Linked DNA regions of Canis lupus: region 2 is linked to region 1. The links are chromatin contacts, called in public Hi-C maps. All regions are on one chromosome and are shown on one strand. Each heading gives the region's core, a stretch centred on a gene start, on an enhancer-like site or on the middle of the called end of the contact. The rest is flanking DNA. Distances are from core to core; before and after follow the strand shown.

Evidence for each region. Hi-C and Micro-C count contacts between places; a contact is called where the count stands out from the background.
Region 2: a Hi-C map of tumor fibroblasts shows a contact between it and region 1, with 4 times the contacts expected there. The contact joins the promoter of TRA2B here to the promoter of IGF2BP2 in region 1. A contact is called at or near these places in 2 of 9 Hi-C or Micro-C datasets (amygdala and tumor fibroblasts).

Annotation. Positions count from the first base shown.
Region 1 is chr34:18,692,535-18,698,198 of UU_Cfam_GSD_1.0, forward strand. IGF2BP2 (insulin-like growth factor 2 mRNA-binding protein 2) reads right to left here and starts at 2,355. Exons shown (of 15, transcript XM_038583625.1): 1 at 2,081-2,355; 2 at 458-518. The coding sequence starts at 2,258.
Region 2 is chr34:18,824,734-18,830,397 of UU_Cfam_GSD_1.0, forward strand. It overlaps TRA2B (transformer-2 protein homolog beta), which reads right to left and starts at 2,739. Exons shown (of 9, transcript XM_038583629.1): 1 at 2,445-2,739. The coding sequence starts at 2,480.

The DNA of each region.
Region 1 (5,664 bases), core at 1,105-3,604:
AGCTATCTGAAAAAGAAAACTAATTAATCGCGAAGTTTAGTTAAGCAATTTAGTTGACAAAGTAAATATTTACTCTTAACATCTCACAGGAAGTCTTGACAAGCATTTGTTGCCACTGTGCTGGGGGGGGTAGGGCTGGGAGTGGGGGGGTGGGGGGTGGGAGGCAAGTTTTGATAAACAAGTTTAACGGTCCCAGCGAATTTCACACAGCTAGGGTTCGCCACCCCTCACCCCCAATAAGGCACCAGATATTTTCCAAAGTACAGTAAACACCTTATATAATGAAAGTAAAAAAAAAAAATGTAACTTTCTAGACTATGTTATCTCCACTAACAAAACAAACAAAAGCCTCCCTTTTTAAAACCACAAAAGCACATTAAAAAAAAAAAAAAACGGAGCGTATTTCTGTATTTACACGTAAGCCCTATCACGAAATAACTAAGCAAAATATATTTACCTGAGCTTTTTAGAGACTGAGTAATCAACTTCCATGATTTTCCCATGCAATTCCACTTTACCTTTAAAACAGAAATTAAAGCACTCAGAACCTTCCTTAGATCAAAGCGGCGGGGGTCTAGGAGGGGCACGCACAGAACTGCACGCTCGGGCTCCGCCTTCGGGCGCCCTCCAGGGGTCTCCTCCCCGCCTCGAGCTGGGCAAACTTGGCTCCCGGTGGGAAGCAAGGTGGGCGCCCCGACTCTTTGGACGAGGTGGGAAGGGCGCGAGCCCGGATCCGACCCCAGGTATAGCTGTGGGTGGCATTACCGGAAAAACAAATTTAATAAAGAGCGGCGCCAATTTGAAAGGATGAGCTCATTTGAAACTCAAGCTGCAGGGCTGGCGCGGCCCCGCTGCTCGCCCGGCCCCCACCTCTCCAAGCCGCTGACCCGGGCCCCGGAGGCTCCGCTGCGCCCCCCTCCCCGCCCTCCCCACCCCGCGGCCCCGACGAGGCGCACCGGAGCCCCCCCGCCCCGCCCCCACCCCGCCTCCCCCCCGGGGGCCGCCGCCGCGGGCGCCCGGTCCCGGCCGGCTCCGGGGTGTCACCTTGGCCTGGCGGCCGCCCCGCCCCCCCCCCGCGCGCCGGTGGGCCGGGGGCTCGGGCCGGCCGGGGCGCGGGGGGCTCGGGGGGCGCGGGCTCCGGCGGGCGGGCGGCGAGCGCGGCTCCGAGCGGTGCGTGTGCGAGAGGGCGAGTTGGGGAGTGCGCGCGCGCGCCAGTGTGTGTGTGTCGCTCTCCGTCTCCCGTCTGGGCTCCGGCGCTCTCGCGGGCCCCCCGGTCGCCTCTTTCCCGGTTCTCAGCCCGGGGCCCCCACCGAGTTGAGACAGGGCACCTCGTAGAAAGGTGCTTCTGGCCGAGCGGGAGGCGGGGGGGCCGGCGGCGGAAAGCCCCCAGCCCCGAGTTCTTCTCAATAAAATCGGACAAAAAATTCAGAGAAAAATAGGAGCGCTTGAGAGACGAGCGAGAGGGGACGGCGGCTCGGGAGAGGGACCGAGAGCGGGCGCCGTCGTGCAGGGGCCGGGGCTGGGGGGCGGGGGGGGCACCGAGACCCCGGAGGGGACCGTCAGGGCGGCGCCGAGGGGGCTCCGAAAGTGGGGGGCCGCGGGGCGCGGTGGGGAGGGGGCCAGCGAGGGGCGCGCGGCTCCGGGGGCGCGGGGGGCGAGAGGTCCGGGCACGCGGGCTGTGCGGGGCGGGGGGGGTCCCTGACAAAGGGGGGGCGGCAAGGTCAGGGGACAGCGGGCACGGGGGGCTCTCCGGGGATGGGGGTGGGGAAACTCCGGAGAGCGGCGCGGGCAGCCTGCGGGAGGGGGGCGCCCCCAGAGCGCGGGCGAGCCCCGGGCACCCTCGCAGCGGCACGGGGGTCGCCCCGGGGCTGCGGCCGGGAGCGCGCGGGGCGGGGGGGGTCCGGCGCGGCGGGGGGAGGGGAGCGGGCCGGCGCCGAGAGTTGAGGGTCTGGTGCGGGGAAGTGAGCGTGCGGGCGCGGGAGCCCCCGCCGGGCGCCGCCCGCAGGCTCGGCCTCCCTCCGGGCGCCGTCCCGGCCCGAGCTGGGCGAGGCGGGGGGAGGGGGCGGCGGCGACTGCTCACCCGAGAGGGTCTCGATGGCGCGGATGGCCCAGTTCTGGTCGGGGTAGTCCACGAAGGCGTAGCCGGACTTGAGCAGGACCTGTCCCGCCAGGGGCAGCTTCCTGTCCCCGAAGAGCTGCCGGAGGTCGTCGGCGGTGACGGCGGGGCTCAGGTTCCCGATGTAAAGCTTGTTCATCATCCGTCTCTTCCCCGAGAGCCCGCGGCTCCCCCGGCCCGGTACCCGGCGCTCCTCGCCTCCTCCGCTGCCCTCGTCTCTCCTCCTCCTCCTCCTCCTCCTCCTCCTCCTCCTCCTCCTCCTCCTCCTCCGCCCCCCCTCCCCGCCCTCCGCCCGCCCGCCCGCCACCCACCCCCACCCTCAGCCTGGCTCCCCCCACCGCGGCCGGCCCGGCCCGCCCGGGGGCAGAGGCGGAGGCGGGGACTCGGCGCGGCTGCCTCCTCGGGGCAGAGTCCCGGGCCGGGCGGCGGCGCGCGGACAAAGCGCTCTCTCTGCCTCCCTCTCGCTCGCTCTCAAGGCGGTGGCGGGAGGAGGAGCAGCGGCGGGCGGCGGCAGCGCACCCCGCGTGTGTGTGTGTGTGTGTGAGAGTTTGTACGGGCGTGTGCGCCGCCGAGAGTGAGCGAGCGAGCGCCCCCTCCCCGCCCCGCGCCGCGCCGCCGAGCCCCGAGCCCCCCGCGCGGCTCCCCGGGCTCTGCCTCCCGCCGGGCGGGCGGAAGCGGGTCGCGGCCCGGGGCCGGGGCGCCCGGAGCCCGAAGCCCGGAGCCCGGAGCCCCGGCGGGCGCGGCGCGGAGGCCGGGCGTGCGGCGGGGCGGGGAAGGCGCGCCCGGGGCGCGGGTGGGAGTGCGCGAGGGGGCGCGGGGCCGTGGGAGAGCGCGGAGAGGGGTGTGCGCAAGGTGGACCGGATGTGAGAGCGCGGCCGCCGCGGCCGGGGAAGGTGTGTCTCGGAGGTGAGAGGCGAGGGCGGGCTGGGAGGCAACTTCGGCGGCGAGTTGGCCGCGGCCGGCGCCCTGCGCGGTCCCGGGCGCAGCGCTCGCTCGGAGCCCCGCTCCCCGCCCGGCTCCCCGGGGCGACCCCGCGGCGCGTGCGGTCGAGGCTCGCGGACGGCGGTCGGGACGCCTGGGCCCTCGCGCACGGCGCAGCCCGGGCAAGTTGCCGCCGGCCCGGGCCTCAGTTTCCCGGCCCGTCGCGGGAGACGGAAGGCCGGAGCCGAGTCCCGTCCGCTCCGCCCGCGCCCCGTGCGCCCGGAACCCCGCGCCGGCGGCAGCCTGACGTTGGCAGCTGCTCCCTATTCTGGGAAGTGCCGAGGGCTTCCCGAGCGGCCGCCGCGGGGCCAGGTGGCGGGTGGGGAGGCCAGCGGGGCGGGGGCGGGGGCGGGGGCCGCGGCCCCGAGGACCGCGCTCGCTTCTGGGCTGCGAGGCCGGGCTCCGTCCCGGAGCGCGGTGGTGGGCGGCGGGGGCGGCTGCAGGCGGAGGCGCTCGGGCTGGAGTAGGAGTTCCCCCCGAGCTCTGGGGAGGGCCCGGAGAGGAAAGAGGTCCTTCCAAGCGGAGGAAACAACGTGACCGACGGAAGAGGCAGGGTTGGGATGATAGCAGCCCCAAGCCGAGGGGCTAGGGAAGGAGCCAGAAGGGCTGGAGGCTGTTGGGAGTTCCGGGGCCCGGCTGGAAGTCTGGTGGTTAGAGCCCGGTCCCAGCCAGGAAATGAATTATTATACAGGGAAGGAAAAGAATGGCAGGATTCGTTGGTTGAAGAAGGGACAGAAGAAGATTGCAAGATCTGAACTTCTGGGGACCTTAGTGGGAGTGATGGTTTGACCAGAGGAGTAAGTTCTTGAGGACACTGGGGTCCCTTGGTGAAGATGGAACAGGTTCAGATCTCCCGGCTGGGTCGTGAAGTTCTCTTTTGCTAATAAGCGTTCCTGTTGACCGAGAGGGTGAAGGGAGCACGGCTTGTTTTTTAAAAATGCACGTTTCCAGGTCCCTGTGAGCCTGCATTTTGTATCTTCCTTAAGTGCTCTCAGGTGATTCTTGTTTGGGATGCGCTGGCAGGTGGAAGGCCTATACGCTTAGGACTCAGACCTTCCTCCTTTCTGTCCGTCCCTAGCTGTGTGGCTTAGAATGTTCCAGCATCTGTGAGCCTAAGTTTCTTCAGTTTAAAAAAAAAAAAAAAAAAAAGAGGGACACCTGGCTGGCTCAGAGGTTGAGCATATGCCTTTGGCTCAGGGAATGATCCTGGAGTCCCTGGATCGAGTCCCATATCAGGCTTCCTGCATGGAGCTTGCTTCTCTCTCTGCCTCTCATAAATAAATAAATAAAATCTTTTAAACATACATATATAAATAAGTGAAAGAAAGAGGGCAGCCCGGGTGGCTCAGTGATTTAGCGCCGCCTTCAGCCCAGGACGTGATCCTGGAGACCCAGGATCGAGTCCCACGTCGGGCTCCCTGCATAGAGCCTGCTTCTCCCTCTGCCTATGTCTCTGCCTCTCTCTCTCTCTGTGTGTGTGTGTGTGTGTCTCTACGAATAAATAAATAGTCTTGAAAAAATAATAATCTTTAAAAAAAAGAAAGAAAAGGATAAAGCAACCAACCCTTGCAGAACTGTTGTGAAGTCTCTGAAGAACTGAGTAGTGTGTTGAAACACAGTGGTCACACACATAATGCTTTTCTTAGGAACTAATGAGCTTTATAAAACTGTCTATTGGAAAAGGAGATCTCATTAAATAATTAGTTGTCCAGAGGAGAAATAAAGTATACCCAGATATTGCAGTTATTTGAGTTCTGGTGTTGGTCTCAAATATTCCCATATTTCCTCTCTCTTAGAAAAGGATTGGATTGTACTGCTCCTGGAGTTAGGAATGGACTTTGCCATTATTCCCCAAAACTAATAGATAAACTAGGTTTGCATGCTTCCCTACCAAAACGTATTGGAGAATCACAAATGAAAAGTACTGTGTATTTACGTAAACCTCAGTAGAAGAGGAGGTAATGATCTTCAGATTGTTTACATGAATATCCCTAATCGTATTATGGGACAGCATTTGCTTATTTGATTTCCGATAATTCAGATTTACACACTTTAAAAGAAAAACAAGAGTGGCAGGGGTACTTGACCTCATTCTTCTCTGGAAGGTTAAGTAAAGCTGTTTTTTGTTGTGTAATGTTTAGGCATATCAATTCCTTGGTCCTACTGCAAAATCGCAAACATTTTAGCATGGATTCTCCAGTGGCAGCAAGCATCTAAAGATTCTTGGCCTAGGTAGCTTCTGGTGAACTCTTTTGCTGTGCCTCATCTGGTCACTTTCAATTTTTTCCCTGAGAAATAACTGCCCTTTGCTGCAGTTGTGTCTCCTGTCCTGCCAGCGGTTTGTAAACCGGGGTGCTGCAGAAGGGTTTAAATAGTGTGGTGGAGGACATGTTTCCACCATACCTCAAATTTGTAGCACCCACAGTTTCTTATCCTAGAATGTAGAGTCGCTCTTTCACATGAGAGAGGAGGAGACAGCCTCCAAATGTAGAACCAGAAATCCAGAGGTCATTGCCCCTGCCTGACAAAACTTTATTTTCTGCCTGCTTTCTCCTGAGTTCCCCTAG
Region 2 (5,664 bases), core at 1,489-3,988, 130 kb after region 1:
CTGGGGCTTCAGGAACAGCGACGTCTCAATTCTGGACTGCTAAATTAAGGGAGGGTTGGGTGGAATTCCAGCCAAACCAAGGAGATTTGTATTACACGTGATTACATTAATGGTACCAATCAGGCTTTTACTAATGATTTACATCAAGTTTGATAGGTTTAAGGGTCTAGAGTGGATTTACTACAATTTTTCAGGCTCCAGAGACGCTATTAACAGGTATGTCCAAGATTATTACCCTGAATCCAACTTTTTCACGGCTTTCAGTTCAAAGGATGTTTTTAGCCAATCAGACCTGTTACAAACACTTAAGTCTTGTTTATGGCATCATATCTAATCTGTTCCATTAAGCTTTAGGGTTTTGCCAGAGTTCTTTAGGAATCACAACCTTTTTTACGGTCTATTCTAATCTCTTCGGCTTCCAATACACCAATTGGAAAGCAATCTACATACAAAACAAAATGCCAAATAAAACTACGAAGTTTAGAAATGCTTCCAGGACTCAAAACTTATGTAAGGAAAAAAAAATCAATTTCTAACATGTAACTTTCCTTTATAAGAATTTAGCGAATACCTAACCTATGTAAACAAAGTTGTGGAAAAAACAAGGATTTATATTTTTAACCAGAAAAAAAAAATCAAAAAATGTCAAATTATTAGGATGGCAACCCAGAGCTGTTTCAAGCCAGGAACCTACCTTCAGCAATTTCCTCCCTTATGTAAAATACGACAATTTATTTTGGGGCAATGTTCGTTTTCACAAGCACACCATTCCAAGTAACTTATTCAGGTATATTCAACTAAGAGCGCTTCTCAGAAACCGGCCATTTTGTATTCTCTTCGCAGCGCAAAAAAGTACTCAGTAATTGTTTAAGAAAACCGAAGACTTAAAAGTTATCATTTGCTTCCCCCGTTCCAAACACCGATGACTAGATTCAACGGTATATAGTCAACTGGTAGAATCAGCAATCACTGCTTAACAATTTGTAGGTTGGGTCCAAACTTTCTTACGGTGGACAGCAAGAGCTTAAAAATACTCGTACAGGCACTGATGTTGGTGCAACCAACCGTCTTAAAGGAAAATGTAAAAAGCCAGTATTCTCTGAATAGGTGAAGCCTCATTACTCAAGTTAAATCAGATTTGGTTCCAAAATTACACAGTAAATTTTACAAAGTTTCAGGGCCTAAGACAGGAAGTTTTTAAAAAATGCCCTCTTAATGAAGGGCCCCAAATCGGTTTCATAGAAGTTTGCTAGTGTATTTGAATAGATTTACCTGACGACCGCTATTGAGATCTTAGGATGGCACTAGAAGGCAAAACTTAAGTCAACTGTCAAAGCACCCAACTTCTTTATCCTTACCAAGTTAAAAAAAAATCATGTTCTCTGGTGCTTTTCATTAATCTCACTCGAAGAAATTCTCCATATCCTCCGAATGCCCGAGATTGACAAGCTTTGTGTATTTTTGCATCTTCATGAATACCCAAGGCCTGCAACCACGCTTTATTTACTACACGCTTTTTAAGCCCGGAAGCGGTCTTATTCCCGCAATCTAATCAAACCACTACCGAACTCAACATTTGGGTTAAGTGGAGGCAAAGTCAAAGTGTACCAACATAAGCTGTGGCTCACAGAAGTAGAATGCCTCAAAACAAAGGAAATAACGGCGCCATACATGGTTGCCCGTCAGTTTCTTCTACACAGTCCCCTAGAAAATAAATATCTGCTCCATAAAACAAGAAAACCTCTGTAGCCTCAGGGTGTCGTCCATCGGATACCGATAACGATTTTTTCCTTTGAAAGAAAACACTTTCGATATCGGAAAAAAGCACTCCCTTTAGGCCAGACAAAAAGCCCGCGCGAAACCCCCTCTAACGGGCCCAGAACTTGTCTACCTCGGATTAGTTTCCCCGACGTAAAAAAGCCCCAAGAACACCCCAGACTCCGTCTTTTCGGGGTCCACAAAACGATTCTAAAGCTAAACGATGGGCCAACCCTCCCAGAGAACGCTGCCTTCCTCCCCCCGCTCGGTCTGTGAGGCGCGGGCCCGCCTTGACGCGCGGCTGCTCCGCCATTTTGTGCCTCTGGCAGCGCGCCCGGCCAGCCGGCCCAAGATGGCGGCAGCGAGGCTTCGCAGGAGAGCAACGGCGAAATGAGATACCGCTCCCCTCCCCCAACACCAAGGGGACGCAGCGGCCATTTTTAATCTTTCTCCCCTCTTCTAACGGAAAAAAACCGCCGTCTCGACTTGCGGGCCACACAAACCCGCCAGTGGCCTACTTCGTGACTAACGACACTATTCGCAAGGGCTTTTAAAACCCCACTCCTGTGCTTCCAAGACTCAGACTTCGGAGTCTAAATCGCCCGTCTCCGGAGCCGAGGCCGACGGGCCTGGGAAGAGATGCAAGCTGGAACCACACGGCCGCCCCCTGCACCACCTCTACGTACCCGCTCGCCGTAGTTCTGCTCGCCGCTGTCGCTCATGACTCCTAGCTGCTGTCGCCGCTCGACGGGCTTCAATCGAAGCTGCCAACCTCTGGCGCCTTCTGTATAGAGGCTCCGCCGCAGCCTCACAGAACGCACGGGCTCCCGAGCCGCCGAGTACCGAAGCGCTCCGCACCGCCTCCGCACGGGCTCTAAGTCTGCCGGACGTGACGCGGCGCTCCTTAAGCCGGCTCCTCCCCTTTCAGAACGCGCGCTTTCTTGGCCCCGCCCCTCGGCGCTCGGTCTTCCCTTTCTAGCGGCGGCGCGTCCGGAACCGGACGTGACGTAAGCCTCGCAGCCCGCCCAGCCCCACCCACCATCTCTGGGTCTCAGCGAGGCGGGAAAGTAAGCGTGCTGGACGGCCTGCGCCTGCGGTTGGTGGTCGCCGAGGGGCGTGGTGATGTCACCGGCCACGCCCTCATCTCTTCTGGAACTTTCCAGGGAAAGCGTCGCGGCGGTGGGAAGGAGGAGATGCCCTTTTTTCCCATCCTTGATTCCTTTCTTGTGCTTATTAGTTTTTGTGCCGCCTTTTGGTTGGAGAGACCCCATGTCCTTCTACTGCGACCCATGGTTTACCGCCTTGCACTTATTTAGCTTCAGTTGTGGATGCATCCTTCCTGAAAAAAACCTTCATTTGAGCACCTATTAAATGGTGAAGCACTCTCAGATCTCCAGGTGCTGACATCAGACACAATCTCTATTCTGAAAGAAGTTAGTGGTCCAGAAAGGAAGAACCGTTAAACACGGGTGTAAACTATGATTTTAAGCGCCAGAAGTGCCTACTGCAATGATGTCACTGGAGGGAAGATTAATTTTTTTTTTAAGATTTTATTTATTTGTTAGAGAGGGACAGGCAGAGGGAGAGGCGGGCTCCGTATAGGGAGCCCGACGTGGGACTCGACCCGGGTCTCCAGGATCAGGTCCTGGGTTGAAGATGGCGCTAAACCGCTGGGCCACCCGGGCTGCTCTTCTCTTACCCAATGGCGTGATAGACAGTTCTTGAACAGCCTCGGTTTCAACTGCTCTTGTTCACTTATACTTTTTTTTTTTTTTTTTTTATAAACACAGTACTATCCAGACCTTATCCTATGTACCCATCACCCATTAAAAAGGAAGTATGATAACCTGGCTGGTTTGGTACTTTTGGTACCTGTAAAGGACCATTTGATTTTTTTAAGCAGCTTTATTAAGATGATTACATACCATGCCATGCTCCCATTTAAAGTGACTAATTTAGGGACATCTGACTGGCTCAGTGTTAAGCATCTGCCTTTGGCTCAGGCCATGATCCCAGGGTCCTGGGATCCAGCCCAGCATGGGGCTCCCTGCTCAGTGGGAGTCTGCTTCTCCCTCTCGCTCTGCTCTTTACTCCACACCTCCCCCCTCCTGCCCCGTGCTCGCTCTCTCTCAAATAAATACATCTTTAAAAAGTAAAGTGAATAATTCAAATGGTTTTTATTGTACATATAGAACTGTGCAGGCATCACAGCAATTTTAGAACAGTTTCATCACCCCTAAGAAGAAACCTGTACTCATTCATAGTCATTGTACATCTCCCTCTCCACCCTCCTGCAACCCTGCCAGCTCTAAGGAATCTGAAGTTTACTTTGTCTCTATAGTTTTTATTCTGAACATATCATATAAACAGAAATATTTAATATGAAGTCCCTTGTGATTAGCTTCTTAATGTAGTGTTTTTAAGGCTTGTGCATGCTGTAGCATGTATCAGTATTTCATTCTTTTTAATTAGTGAATAATATTTTATTATATAGATATATCACATTTTATTTATTCATTCATTGGTTGATAGACTTTTGTACCCAAAAGTGCACTTTCCATTTTTTAACCATTATGAGTAATCACAGCAGCTATGATGTTTTGTCGAACATACATTTTCAATTATTTTGGGAATATACCTAGGGGTGGATTGCTGAGTTGTATCCTAATTCTATGTTTAACATTTTGAGGAGCTTTTAATTCCAGCCACTGCGGTATCTGGGTGGCTAAGTGGTTGATCATCTGTCTCCAGCTTAGGTAGTGATCCTGGGGTCCTGGGGTCAAGGCTCCTGGGATCAATCCCCAGGGGTTAGCCTGCTTCTCCATCTGCCTATGTCTCTGCCTCTCTCTGTGTCTTTCATGAATAAGTAAATTTTTTAAATCTTAAAAAATAATAATAATCCTAGACACTCTAACAAGTGTGAAATGGTATCTCATTGAGGGTTTGATTTGTATTTCCCTAATAATGATGTTGAACATCTTTTCATGTGTTTATTGATCATGTGTAGATCTTCCCTGGAGAAATGTCTATTCACATACCTTGCCCATTTTTTTAAATATTTTATTTATTTATTTAGGATAGTCACAGAGAGAGAGAGAGAGAGAGAGAGAGAGAGAGAGGCAGAGACACAGGCAGAGGGAGAAGCAGGGTCGATGCACCGGGAGCCCGACGTGGGATTCGATCCCGGGTCTCCAGGATCGCGCCCTGGGCCAAAGGCAGGCGCCAAACCGCTGTGCCACCCAGGGATCCCACCTTGCCCATTTTTTAGCTGAGTTATCAGTCTTTTTATTACTGAGTCGTAAGAATTGGCAATTTGAGTCTTACTTGTTTCAGCATCAGTATTTAAGGCACCTTTGACCCAGAGGTTTGGTGATGACTCAAGGTGACAATTGTCCTATTTTTTTTTCTTTACATACTCTCCAGAGCCATCCTCCACTGCTTTCATGGTTTTAATCAGCGACTTACATGCTGCTGGCTTCCAGCTTTATATTCACACATCTGAACACCCTCCTCAGTTTTGTGCTTAAATTCCAGTTGCCTGCCTGAATTTTTACCTGGATACTTCAGAGGCTTATAAAAATTAACATGTCCAAAAATTAAAATAATCATTTTAATAATCTCTTCCTTGGCTATCTATTTTTTTTTATTTATTTTTTCTCTTTTTTTTTTCCTTCTTTTTTCCCTTGGCTATCTAAATGTCTCTGCTAAAACTTCTCCCCTCCTTATTTAGTTAACATAGCTCATCAATTCTTTCTGTATAATAAAAATTTTTTCTTTTCTTTTCCATGCCCCTTACCTATATCAGGGCCTCATCAGATCAATTATCTAAGGAATTTTCCAATTATCTTAAAAATTGAATTAGTGTTTGTGGAGTTTTTACAGCTTTAAGCACTTTATTTCAAATTC